Linked DNA regions of Canis lupus: region 1 is linked to region 2. The links are chromatin contacts, called in public Hi-C maps. All regions are on one chromosome and are shown on one strand. Each heading gives the region's core, a stretch centred on a gene start, on an enhancer-like site or on the middle of the called end of the contact. The rest is flanking DNA. Distances are from core to core; before and after follow the strand shown.

Region 1 (6,463 bases), core at 1,244-3,743, 150 kb before region 2:
TAAAAACAGGACTGCAGAAAAACAAAACAGGAACCCTGCTCCGAGGGTACTGGAGAACAGCAGGTGAGCAAAGAGATTTTTGAGATGGTGAGCAGAATCCAGGTGGGAAGGCCACAGGCCACCTGGGAGCCCTGGCTCTACCTTGGGAATGGTAAACAAAGGTGAGGTGGCTCAAGTGACCAAACACTCCCAAGAAGAACTTCATGAGGCAAGTCCAAAGGGGCTATGAAGCACCTTAGCTCCTGGCCATCAGCACAGCCAAGGCCCTAACATACAACTAAAGGCTTTTATTGGGAAAGGAAAATGGACTGAAAGGTGGCCCCCAAAATCCTCAATGCCTGAGACAGCTGGGGCCTCCTCCAGAGTCAAGGAAAGAAGGGACCACCAAACTGGGCCCTCAGCAGACTCAGGTGTAGAGGTCAAAGTCAATGCGTTTGGAGTTGTAGAACTGTCCACCGGGAGGGTCCAGCTTCCGGCAATAAACACCATCTGCGAAGTAGCCTTCGTTCACCCAGGTCTGCAGGAAAGGAAAGCAGAGCTGGGGAAAGACTCATGGGAGAAGGGAAGGGGGGTAGTGGTAGAAGCAGGAAAGGGCTTACCTGCATCTGGGTGCTGGTGAAGGGCCCATACAGCTCAGCATCCCCTGTGTTCTCCCACTTATATTCCCACATCACGTCCACCAGACCATCATCTCCTTTCAATTCTGCTTCTAAAACAACAGGCAAAGCCATCTGGCCCTCAAGTGCCCTACCTCCTGCCCCAACACCCCTCCTCTGCCTTCTGATCTTACCTCCCCTCTGTGTGGGGGTTGGGGTCTCCAGCTCCCCCTCTGCCACTTCCTCAGCAAACATGTCCAGAGAGGGTGGGGGTGTGGGGTCAGGGGGTCCCTGAGTCCGGGACCCCAACCCCTTCAGCCGCATGGCTAACCGTTCCCTTGTCTCCTGATATACACCGAGGTTGCCCCGGGCCACCATCTGGTCAGCCAACCCAGAGAGCCGATCCAAGCGCTGAGGGGAACTAGGCCGCCCAGCCCCCTTGCTGCCCCCTTTGCCACCTCCTCCTCCTCGGGCCCCCAGACGCCTCAGTGCCCCGGCCACTGTCTCTCTGGGTAACAGCAGCTCCAGAAGGCCCTCCAGGAGGGCTTGGGCACTCATTGGTGTCTGGCCCAGGCTGTCTTCTTCCTCTGAGTCTGAAGGTGGGCGCTGATCAGGTGGCCGCTCCTTGATCTTCACCTGTGATATGAAAACGGGGTGGGGGGGGGGGGGTCGGTTATCTCTTACAAACCGTGAGCAGGGCACAAGCCCAGCACTTGCTGCCTCCAGGTCCCCAGCCAAAGTCAACCCCTGGGCCACACCCAGTCAATGTTGTCCAGCCAGCTATCTCGGATCTGAGCATCCCGGTTCAGAAAGTAATTGCCATCAGCATCAAAGTGGCCTTCCTCCATCTCTTCCTGCAGGTTGAAAGGTGTGATCCGCACACCTCCCTCACTGGGGAGTGTGGCTGCTTCCTGACCTGCACCAAAGACACAGGTGGCCCAGGCTGAGCAAGCAAAAACAGACAAGAGCCTTCTCCACCCCATATCCCGTGAAACCCCATCTGTTCCTCCAGCAGCAACAATTCTTGGGTTTAGCTCACCTTCCACATCCTCTGAGGCCAGGATGTCGTATTTGCTGGACCCCTCATCATCATCATCCTCCTCATCACTGTCCAAAGAGTGTTTGCCTTTGAAGCGGCTCCCAGGACCCCCTGCCCCAGCCACAGGATCCACCAGCTGTGAGGAGCCAGCAAGTTGAGAGATGCAGGTTTGCGGCTATTCCTCAAAGTACTCTAGGAAGGTTTTTCTTCAAAGCTTTCTCAGACTGAAAATTCTCCAAACCCATTTCCCAGAGAACATGGAAAAAGCGAGACCTTTCACCGCTTTATCCCCACCAGCTTTCTTTCTCTTCTAGCCTCCAGTTCCTTCTCCCTGCCCTCACTCCTCCCCAGAATACAGGAGTCTGGCCACCTCACCTTCTTCTTGGGGACACTGATTTCATCCTCATCATCCTCATCTCCTACGCCTTGGAAGGTCACTTTCCTCTTTGGCATGCCTGCACAGAGGGGCCTTCGCCAAGCTGAGCGAGGGAAAGGGTGCAGATTAAGGGAACTGGGCGAGGCTACTCACCGCCGAAGGGCCGCCAGCACAACAAATAATCACCTGGTACGCACTAGATCCAGCTTGGGAAGAGAGGGTGCAGAGTCAGGGGCCGAAAGGGAAGTCGGCCGCCAGGAGGCCCCGGGGACTTGGTTTGGTCCAAAAGAGTTGCTGGTGCGGGGCCGGAGAGGCGGACGCGCGGAGGGGCTTCCCACGGGCAACCCCCACCCTTGACGAAAGGAGACAGACCCCCCACACATGCCCCCCCATTCCTGGCCCCCGCAGTCCTGGGTGCGACGAGGCTCTGAGGGCTGACACCGGCTCCTACACCCCCAGCTCCCTCAGAGCCCGCGGGGCCCGGGCGGACCCAGGACCTGGCGTCCTGGCCGACCCCCTCTTCCCCGCGCCGAACTCCCGGCTCCGAGGGGTGACCCCCAACTGTCCCGGGCTAAGTGTACAAATCAGAGGGGCGGCAGAACCGCGAGGATTCCAGGACCCCACCGGCGCGCGCTCACCTAAAGATCGACGGGAGGCCGGCGGGGAAGGAAAAAGAGAGCTGCTTTCCCCACGGCTACGTCCGGGGCAGCGGCCGCCATCACCCGGAAGGGAACTGCGGAAGGCGCTGGAGAAGGCCGGAAGTGGCTTCACTCGGGGTAGGGGACTAAGTGGAGAAGCGGGCGGAAGTACACAGTGAGCGGGAAACACCTCCCCGCCCAACCCAGAGTGACGTGATCAGTGTGGGGCGACAATGGCGAGAACAGGGGACGTACGAACGCCTAGGCCCCGATCAGACGAGAGAGATGGCCGGATGCGGTTTCGATTCCCTCCGACAGCAGTCAGAGGCTCTGGGGAGAAAGCAGAGCGCACTCTACTTAAAGGGGCGCCCAGGACCATGATGGAGGAGCAAAGTGGGACAATGGCCCGTTTCCCTTTCCATAGTTGAATCACTTTCCCCAGGGTTGCCCAAGGGCTTTGCGCCCCTCACCAGAATCTTCTTGGAAACCCTTCCTTTCCACTCAGCGTCCAGTCCAGTCCACTCCTACCCCGAGGTGCGGCCCTGCTCTTTTCCCCGAGGCAAGACCCGGTTCTGATGGCCAGCCTGGAGGCCCGGGGTGGTTCCGGGGCACTTGCCGAACACAGGTCTCTTTAGGACCCGGGGGAAGTCATTTACCCGACACCTATCCCCTGGGGAGTTCCTGGTTTGAGAGGTGGGAAGAGCCGTCTCGGAAAGGTGACGGTGGTACCTGTGTCCAGTACCCAGGCCGAAGTTTCTTGTGCCCTGATTTCAGGTAGGCCTGGAAAAGGGCAACAGTGCGTCTCTCCAACTACAGGCGCAAGCAAATAGGGGTCCAGGCCAGCGGCCCCTGCCCAGGGTCTGTAAACTAGCCCAAAGGGGAGAACTGTAGGTGGGAGGTGTCGGCCCCAGTGCTGGGGGGGGGGGGGGGGAGCAAGACCTGTACTCTTGAGGACACTCTTAAATCCCACTAGGCTAGGACCAGCTCTCTCTCCTGCCCCCAAGGTCTACTCCCAGATTGGACTACCATGAAACTGCACCAGAAATCCGTACTCAATTTCTTCCGTGGATACAGAAAAGCTCCAGACCGCGAGGGCATCTTGCTGAAGAAAGGAGCCCGAAATATCAGCTATCAACGCCGCTGGTTCATCCTCCGGGGAAACCTCCTCTTCTACCTGGAGAACCAGGCGGACCACACACCCCTGGGCCTCATTCTCTTGGAAAACTGTCGGGTGGAGCCACGCCTTGGGGCCACAGAACCCTATGCCTTTACCATACTGACCCCTAGGGTTGAGGGAACAGCTGGGCGTGCCTACAAATTGGCAGCAGAAAACCAGGAAGAGCTGGGAGCCTGGCTGTGGGCACTAGCTGGGGCGAGCTGGAGGCGGCTGGTGGCGCTACTACCCCCCCTGGAGGCCCAGTACCGGGAGCTGTGCCAGGCAGCTGGCCAAGAGCCCAGCTCACCCCCAGAGGACTGTGGCTTTCTTGCCACCCTCGGTATCCCCTCCAGCTTCCAGGAATTGCATGAGCACTTTGGAAAGGAGATCCGGGTGCTGCAGGTGGTGCGTAGAGGGCCCCAGGCTAACAATGGGGGCAGCAGATCCCAGGCAAAAGAGGAACAGGAGCTCAGCAGCTGATGAGTGACTGAAAGGTGGACCAAAGGCCAAGAGGTACCCACGTGCCAAGACCAGCCCACAGCTTCGGTAGATGCCTGGATCCTGGCCTGCTCCACTGTTTCCCACCCCCTGCCCAGTCCTTATTCTAACCCCCTCTATCAAATAACAAAGCAGGAGACGGGCCCAGGTACAACAGCAGGTTCTTTTCTGATTCCTCAAAGCGCTGCATAGGATAGGAGCAGAGATAGAAGAGAATGTAAACATTGGGTTCCACCCCCTGGAGCTCAAGGGAAGACCCCTTCCCCAGATAGGGGCTGGAGGGAAACAATGTAAAAGGTGGGGACCCTGGTGAGACAAAGCAGGAGAGGCCTGAGAATACACAGGAAGGTGGTGAAGAAGAAAGAGAGCAAGGAGGATGGTTGGGGGGGGGGGGCATTTCCTGTTCCAAGGCATGTCCCCTTAAATAAATGAGTGCAAGAACATTGTAGAAGGAGAACTAAAGGACAGAAGATAGAGCGAACACCCCCACCCTGGACCCACCAGGTCCTCTGTACATAATTACAACGCAGAGATGTCCGAAAGTAGAGCGAGGAGAGCTTTGGCCCCCAGGCAGGAAGAGGGGGAGATGGGCAGGGCTGCAGGGAAAAAGGAACCCGGCTCCACTCACGGATAAAGGGGAGCAACTGGAGTGTAAGAATCTGAAAACTGCTGATTCCCATCGCCAAGTCACCCCTGAGGTGACTAAAGGCCAATCAGGACTGCACCTGGGAAGGACCCCAGAGGGAATTGGGGCAGGAGTGACAGAGACCCCAGCTGGACCTAACTGGAGGTGAGGGGCTCCAGACTTATTCGAGGCTGTCCCAAGGAGAGGCGGCTGCCCAGTGCGCTCCCACTGTCCCAGCTGTGTAGGGACCAGTGGCTGGCAAAGGAGATGGGGAGCCAACTGCTTTCCCCAGAGAGAGTGACCACTGGCCCAGGAGGCTTGGGGCAGCACCCCAGGCCAGGCCTGCTCTGGACTGAGGAAAAAAGAGGGAGGTCATGCAGTCCAGCCCCAAAACAGAGGTCAGAAGTAAGCATCCTGCCGGGCCTCAGATGCCGAGGACCTGTCCCCACCATCCTGGGGGGTGGGGGGCCCATCTGCCTTTCGACGCAGTGAGAGCTTCCTGCCCTGGGCCTTCTTTTCCTGCTTCTGCCGCTCCTTCTCCTGCTTCTGTTGCTCCTTCTCCTGCTCTTTTTCCCACTTCTGCCGCTCCTTCTCTTGCTTTTCCCGTTCTTTCTCCTGTTTCTGCCGCTCCTTCTCACGTTCCTTTTCCTGTTTCTGCCGCTCTTTCTCTTGCCTTCGAGTCTCCTTGCTGGGAGCCAGTGGGGTGCTATTGCCAGTAGGCGAAGGAAGGGATGGATGTAGTCCCTCAGCAGTGACCACGGGCCCTGGAGTGGGCCCAGCACTAGCCCTGCGGGCAGGAGGAGGTGGAGAGGGGACCCCCCCCGTAGCCCGGGAACCTCGGCTCTTGAGGCCAGGGAGGCTAAGAAGGCTGGACGAGGGGCCCAGAGGTGGCTGCTGCCGCCGACGCTCCTCATGGATGGCCCGGGAGCCATGTAGTCGCCGAGAGGGCCGATACTGCAGCTCCCCCCGGGTTTCCCGCCACTTCTTAAGCTGGGTTGTGTTCTCTCGCTCAATCAGGGCTTCTGTCACTGGGAGGTTGGTGACCTAGACAGAGAAGAAATGGGTAGCAGGACGAAGGGGATGGGATGAAGCAGGTGTGGATGTGCTCAGGCCACAGCCTACCTCATGCACCAGGAAGTCCTCCTGCATGCACTGCTGGGGCAGGTTGCGCAGCTGCTCCATGGTCTCATACATGCCCTGGCAGGAGCGGAGCTTCTCCACCGAGCCCAGCGTGTGCCGCAGCAGCACCAGGGCCACCCGGAAGATGATCTTGACGCCTGCAAGGGCAGAGAAAAGACAGCGTGGGTGACCAGGGATGGGACTTCAACTTGCCCCAATTCAAAGGGACTCATAGGCTCTATCCCTGTCCTACTGCCATCCTCATAGATGAGGAAACTGAGGCCCCATGAAGGAAAATGAGCTGACATGGGTTTCAAGTTCCTGGGAGGGAGAGTAGGCTCCAGGCTGATGGCAGAGCCAAGGCTAGGCCCCAATCTCTCCAGCCCCCAGACTGCTTACAGGAAAGCCTAGGCTCC
Region 2 (6,501 bases), core at 3,156-5,655:
AAGGGATATCCCACAAAGTCGAAGGCTTTCTCACACCTCCCACACTGAGCTCCGTGGGTTTGTGCAGGAGACATAACTTGGAAATATATGTGCAGATGTTGTCTCCTGAGCATCGAATTATAAGATTCCGAGGAAACCTGGAACATGGAGGGCTTCCAGACAGAGCCCTATGGCTTTGCTGGCTGTATAGTTACCACTGCATGTCTCCCACTGGCCAGGGCACTGTCCATGCACACATTTTAAGGACAAGTCTCTTTTACCACATAAAGGTTTTTATTGAACTCAAATTCAAGGGCTCCAAAGCCTGAGGAAGACAAGGGAGGCTGGAGTTTGCACTGAGGCCCAAGCCCCACCCCAGGGCCCCACTCCCCACCCCACCTACCCTCACCCCTTCCTGACTCAACCAGGGTCTCAGTAGCTACCAATCTAAGCTACCCACTCTAATTAAGTAACCCTCCCCCCTCCCCCCACCCCAGCCTAGAGCTTTGCCAAGCCAGGCACCCACCAAGGGGCATGCTGCTGCTGAGGCCAGCTCTCCACTGACCTCTTTTCTGGATCTCTCCCAGAGCCTCCCACTGCCTGCTTGGCCTCTCTCCAACCCCTCTTCATAGCCCATTTCCCAGAAGTCTCCAGGGCACGTAACTTCCTCCACCCTGGCCCTCAACTCTTCCATCCTCCCCCAGGTTTTCCACTATTCCCTCTAAAGGTTTCTCAGCTCCCTGGCCCGTTTCTCCTGCCCATCACCTCCCCACCCCTGGCAGGGCCCCAGGTCAGCGCCGGCCGGCTGCGTGGGTCCGCTGGTGGCGGATGAGGTCGGAGCTCTGTGAGAAGGCTTTTCCACAGTCATCGCACTTGTAGGGCCGCTCCCCGCTGTGCACCCGGTGGTGCTGCAGCAGTGTGGAGGAGCGGCAGAAGCCCTTGCCGCACACGGCACACCGGTAGGGCCGCTCGCCTGTGTGGGAGCGCTGGTGCTGAATCAGCGTGGAGGAGCGGTTGAAGGTCTTGCCGCAGTCGGGGCAGCTGTAGGTACGGCCTGGCAGGTGGGTGCGGGCATGGATGGCCAGCACAGAGCTCTGGCCAAAGCGCTTGCCGCACTCAGGGCACTTGAAGGGCTTCTCACGGGCGTGGCTGCGGGCATGGGGGATAAGTGCCGAGCGCTGTGAGAAGCTCTTGCCACAGATGCCACAGCTGAAGGGCCTCTGCCCGGTGTGCACCCTCTGGTGACTACGGAGGGAAGAGTTCTGGCTGTAGCACTTGCCGCACTCGGGGCAGCTGTAGGGCCGCTCGTGGCTGTGGGTGCGCTGGTGCCGCAGGAGGTAGGAGCTGTCACCGAAGGCCTTGCCACAGTGCGGGCACTTGTAGGGCTTCTGACCAGAGTGGGTACGCTGGTGGCGAAGCAGGTAAGAGCTGTCGGCGAAGGCCTTGCCACAACGGGGACACTTGTAGGGCCGCTCGCCCGTGTGGGTGCGCTGGTGTTTGATGAGGTCAGAGCTCTGGGAGAAGGCCTTGCTACAGACCTCACATTTATAGGGCTTCTCACCCGTATGGATGCGCTGGTGCTGGATCAGGGTGGAGCCCCGCCCGAAGCTCTTCCCACAGATGCCACAGATATTAGGCCGAGGGCCCTGCCCACCCCTGGCCCGGCCACCCCGCCGACCTGGACCCCGAAGGGCCCCTGTCAGGCCCAGGGGATTTTGGAGCATCTCAAACTGGGGTGTAGCCAGCAGGGTCCCTGTGGGCATCTCAAAAGGTGGCCCTAGGGGCAGACCCCCCGTGGGCTCCTCCCCAAACCCCTGGGTGAAGGAGTCCAAGGGGTGGACTCCCAAGGGGATGCTCAAAGGACTCTTTTCTTCAGGATTCAGAAGCATCTCTGCACCTTCCTCAAATTTGGAACTTTGAGCTTCAAATTCAGGGCTTTGGGTTTTGAACTCAGGATTCTGGGGCTCATATCCTGGGCTCTGGGATTCATACCCAGGACTCCGGGGTTCATACCCAGGGCTTTTGGGTTCATACCCAGGACTCTTGGGTTCATAACCAGGGCTCCTGGGTTCATAGCCAGGGCTTTGGGGCTCATACCTTGGACTTTGGGGTTCAAACTCAGGGCTCTGAGAATCTGAGTCAGGACTTCTGGGTGCAAATTCAGGGCTTGGGGGCACAAACCCAGGGCTTCGGGATTCAAACCCTGGGCTTTCCGGCTCAAACCTGGGGCTTTGGGATTCAAACCCAGGGCTCTGCGGCTCAAACCCAGGGCTCTGGGGATCCAGCCCAAAGGGTATCTCTTCGACCTCATAGTCCCCAGTGCCTTCTTGTTGAGACATTTCTTCTTCCTCATTCTCACTCATGTTGCCTGCAGGATCAGAGAGTTACAGAAAACCCAGATTGTGTGCGGTCTGGAAGGTCATTTAGTCCCACTAGTTGCCACAAGCCTCTCCCTCCTCCAACAGGGTCGCTGGCCCTAGAGCAGGTGCTGAAATTCCCACCTCCCCCTCCGCCGACCCGGGACGTCCAGTCCCCGCCCCCGCCTCCAAGTCCCAGGTGTCCAAGCCCCCCGGCTCCCTTCCCCTCCCACGGCCCACAGCCCCCCCTCCCGCCCCCAGGCACGCTCCTCGGAGAGGCGCTCCCTCCCTCACCTTTGAGGGACCCTTCGGGGCTCCCCAGTTCGTCAGGACTTTGCACATCCCCGGGCTCGAGGCCCCACGGCGACGCCTCCCGTTCCATCCCCGCCGGCTCCCAGTGCGGCGGTGGCGGTGATGGCGGACGATCCTGCGACCAGGCCTGAGTGCCCTGAGACCCGGGCCCTCGCCGCCCGCCTGCTCAGCGCCGCCCAGGGGACCCGGCTGCCCAGCCCGGGCCCCTGAGGCCGGACGTCTTGACCCTGGGCCTCTCCAGCCGGCTGGGCCCCTCCCCTACCCACGGCCCCGCCCCCACCCACAAGGTCTCGCCTTGCCCTGGGGCCCTCCAAGGTCCCGTGCGTCGTGGCCTCGGAGGTGAGGGTCTTCACGACTCGCCCTGCCGCCCCCGGAGGCCGCTCCCCGCCCGCGACCCCGCCGTCTGGCCCCCCAGCCCGGGCTGGTCTGCGGCTATCCGACCCCCTCCTCCCCCCGCACAGGAAGTGTCCGTCCGCGGCCAGTTTCCCCCGCTGGCTAGCGCCACGGCCTCTCTAGGAGCGGCTGGAGGTGGAAACTCGTTGGCATTAACCCTGGGCTGGATGGCCCCGGCGTTCAGGTGGGGGAGGACGGGGCGCCCTGGAGCAGGCAGAAAAGGCTGGGGTAGTTTGTGTGCTGTGTCCTAGGTCTCCATCCGTCCAGGAGCCTATCTATCCGTCACCCGGGCCCTGCGTCCGTCAGTGCCTGTGGCCAAGGGCGAGGCGACAATCGAGACCAAGGTCAGCGAGAAGGAGCGACGCTTCCCGGCGCCAGCGGGGGCGGTGTCTAGCTCCCCTCCCCTCCTGGGCCTGGGGGTCAGCTCCGGCCGTGCCTCGGGAACCCGGACCGACCCCCCGCCTTGAGCTCCTGAGCCAGGGATTCCCACCCTGCCACCCCGAACTCTACTCCTCCGCACCGGTGCGCCCACCCCCACTCCTCCTGTCCCCCTCCCCTCTCTGCTCCTCCTAATCTCCACCCTACCGACTCCTGGAGGGCTAGGATCGTTGCCAAGGAAACAGCTCCGCCTCCAGTTTCCAGAAGCACCGCCCCTAACTCCCTGGGAGTGCGGCGATTGGCCGGGGGAGCTCGTGCTCTCATCGTCCCGCCTCCTAGCGCTATTCACCAACTGATAGGCTTGAATGGTCGCCAGGGAACGCCAGGCACCTTTCTGATTGGCTGGAGGGGGACCACCTACCCCAGTGGTCAGAAGTGCCCGCCGAGAGCTGAGAGGGAGGCGCCTGGCGTCTCCCTTTCAGTCGTCGGGCTGGTGCTTTCAGAACTTTTCCCGCCCCCATTTACCTTTCATTACGTCTTATCTCTGAAGAAAGCCAAGGGATCTGGAGACAGACAACCTTCTCCCCAGGTCTTCCGCATACTTCCTTTCCCAGTACTTTCCTTTCTCCCACAGGTTCCTGGTGCTGAAGGGGCCAGTCGGCGGATGCTCCCGCAGAGGCGAGGGCTGCTTTCTTTTCTATTACCTGCCTATCCCTTCCACCTTCCCTGAGATGGGAGCCTTAGTCCCAGGTTCCTGGATTTTCTCACAAAGAGGCAGGGATCTTATGGGAGTTACTTCTAGGTGAGGGTGGTGGAGTTCAGGAGGAGAAGTAGAAAACCATCTGGCCTTTAAGGGAGCTAAGAACTCTCCAGCCCTGACTTGGACAGAAACTTGAGAAGGGAACCTGAGGAACACTGCCCTTGGTGGAGCTTTGAATCAAGCAAGGGAAGAGTGATACTGGAAAGAGAATTCTTGTGCCCCTACCCCCACCCCCTTTTAGGCCCTTGCTTCTGAAAGTATTTTGGTAGCGTTCTTGACAATTGATGAGCCAAATTCTCCCTGTGTGAGTGATGCAGGAGCCATGGCTGTGTTATCTTGTTGCCTTCTCAGACAAATGAAGGGAAGAAACTGGTTTAGGAGGAAAGATGGCATCTTCCATTCTCCTGAAAAGAGAGGAGAACAAGAATTTGGAGAATTGCAAGTAGTAGAAGCCTAGGGAAAACAGGCTTATAAATAGAATCATAATTATCTTCCTACAAATAAAGCAGGAGTAGTTTTCTCCCCTGCAGAGGAAGAGCTTCCAGCTCCATGCTTGTCTCCCACCCCAAAGTCGGTCTATCCTACAACCATGTGTGAAGAACAGCTCACATAGTTCACTACTAGATGGCCCACAAGGGCAGAACCCCCTGTAAGTGTGCAGACTATGAAAGGAGAGGACCCGGGGCATACTCCGGTCATTCCCAAACCACTCACACAAACGAGAAAAAAAAAAGTCTCCTTCATGAGACACTTTTATCTGACCTCCAACCTGTTTACCCACCAGAAAATCTACACAGGAGAGAAGCTGCTCTCTACAAAGGGGATGGCGAGGCCTCCAGCCACAGCTCCGACACTATTCCATGACCTGTACTCTCCATAGCCCCACATGTAGCAGACGTCAGGCCAAGGCTTCAAGCTGCTTTGGCACCCACACTGCCACATGGAAATTCAGTCTCACTAGTGCCTAGAGTAGAAGAGTAGCTGACTTCCAGGCAGCTTCCTCCAGCACCAGTCCTATCCATGCAATGGGCCTGAGAAGCAACTAGCCTCTCTCTGCCACTCACCCAGAGCAGTGGAGGCTCTAAGAAAGGGAATCCTCTGATGTGGGTTCCAGCTTGACCCAGTACCAACTAATTCAAGGCAGGAGTCCACTGACCTTATTCTACCAGTGTGTACTAGTGAGGAAAAGCTGTGTTTGTGTTCTGAGTTGGGTGGCCACTTTGTCCATGGCATCATTCCTGGTGTGCAGCTAAGGCTTATGGTCCAGCCAACTTGGCCAACACTTGAGCATAGGTCCTCAATGGGAGGGAGACTCCTGTGTGAACTGCTTTTACCCTACATGCAACAGACAGGCCCTCTAAGAGGATCTGTCAGATGCTACAAAGAGACCTCCGTATATTCAAGATATATAGGTACCCAGGAAGAGCTCAGCCATGGCACAGTCTCCTTTGAGAAGAACAAAGAAAATGGGAGTCTTTGTATATGGCTAGGTCATCCTTTGACCTCAAGCGTTTGCAAAACTAAGAGCAGCTAGAAAGTAACATTTTGTTCAGAGCATCATTACCATGTGTAAGATTCCATCCCTGGAGATTCTGATTCAATAGTCCAGAGACAAAGCCCAGGGAGCAGACTACATTTTAGTTACTGAATGGGATTCTGTGGCAGAAAGGCCTTACTTTGAAAAATAATTGCCTAGGGGCGCATGGGTGGCTGTCAGTTAGGCATCCACCTTCAGCTTGGTCATGATCCTGGTCTTGGGATGGAGCCCTGTGTCAGGATCCCTGCAGGGAGCCTGCTTCTCCCTCTGCCCCTTCCCTCTCCACTTGTCCTCTCCTTCTCTCTCTCTCACTCTGCTTTCTCAAATGAAATCTAGGAAGGAAGGAAGGAAAAAAATACGGTCTAGAGCAAGTTTTTGCTTCTTTGAGTCATAAACATCTTTTCACAAGCCCAGATCAACACTTGTCCTTATTTTATATGGCTTGGACACGTTGGGAATGAGTCATGTGGTCATGACCTTGACATTTCACTCTGGCCTTGTGGATGGGCCTCATTTTGTCTGGTTCAGACAAGTATTTCTCCTGATGTACCAAGAAAGCCCTAGGAAAACCCTCTTTCTGACTTAAAGTGCTTTAGGGTCTGAGCCTCAAAGAACTAGGGTAGCAGAGAGAAAAGGGAGCCCCATCTCTGGTAGCAGTATCCATCCATGCCAAGAAAGGAGTAACTGAGAAGAGAGTGAGGCTGAAGCTTAAGCATTTTGTGACACTCAAAAATCAGAAAATGGCAGAAAGCTGGGTCATGAGGGCAAGAAGCAGAGGAGCTGGG

The links. A called contact is a pair of places that touch in the nucleus more often than the background predicts.
Region 1: a contact with region 2 is called in a Hi-C map of blood, with 2.2 times the contacts expected there. The contact joins the promoter of LOC102151745 here to the promoter of ZNF768 in region 2. A contact is called at or near these places in 3 of 9 Hi-C or Micro-C datasets (amygdala and blood).

What each region holds. Positions count from the first base shown.
Region 1 is chr6:17,898,547-17,905,009 of UU_Cfam_GSD_1.0, reverse strand. LOC102151745 (sesquipedalian-1-like) reads left to right here and starts at 2,493. Exons shown (of 2, transcript XM_038539830.1): 1 at 2,493-2,787; 2 at 3,654-4,457. The coding sequence starts at 3,677. The coding sequence ends at 4,285. It overlaps CD2BP2 (CD2 antigen cytoplasmic tail-binding protein 2), which reads right to left and starts at 3,238. Exons shown (of 10, transcript XM_038539829.1): 1 at 3,120-3,238; 2 at 2,905-2,979; 3 at 2,650-2,795; 4 at 2,198-2,217; 5 at 2,011-2,114; 6 at 1,636-1,703; 7 at 1,355-1,512; 8 at 791-1,232; 9 at 600-709; 10 at 272-517. The coding sequence starts at 2,051. The coding sequence ends at 407. TBC1D10B (TBC1 domain family member 10B) reads right to left here. Exons shown (of 9, transcript XM_038539823.1): 8 at 6,051-6,205; 9 at 4,448-5,972. The coding sequence ends at 5,328.
Region 2 is chr6:17,755,403-17,761,903 of UU_Cfam_GSD_1.0, reverse strand. It overlaps ZNF768 (zinc finger protein 768), which reads right to left and starts at 4,405. Exons shown (of 3, transcript XM_038539807.1): 1 at 3,627-4,405; 2 at 2,631-3,350; 3 at 454-2,347. The coding sequence starts at 2,718. The coding sequence ends at 771.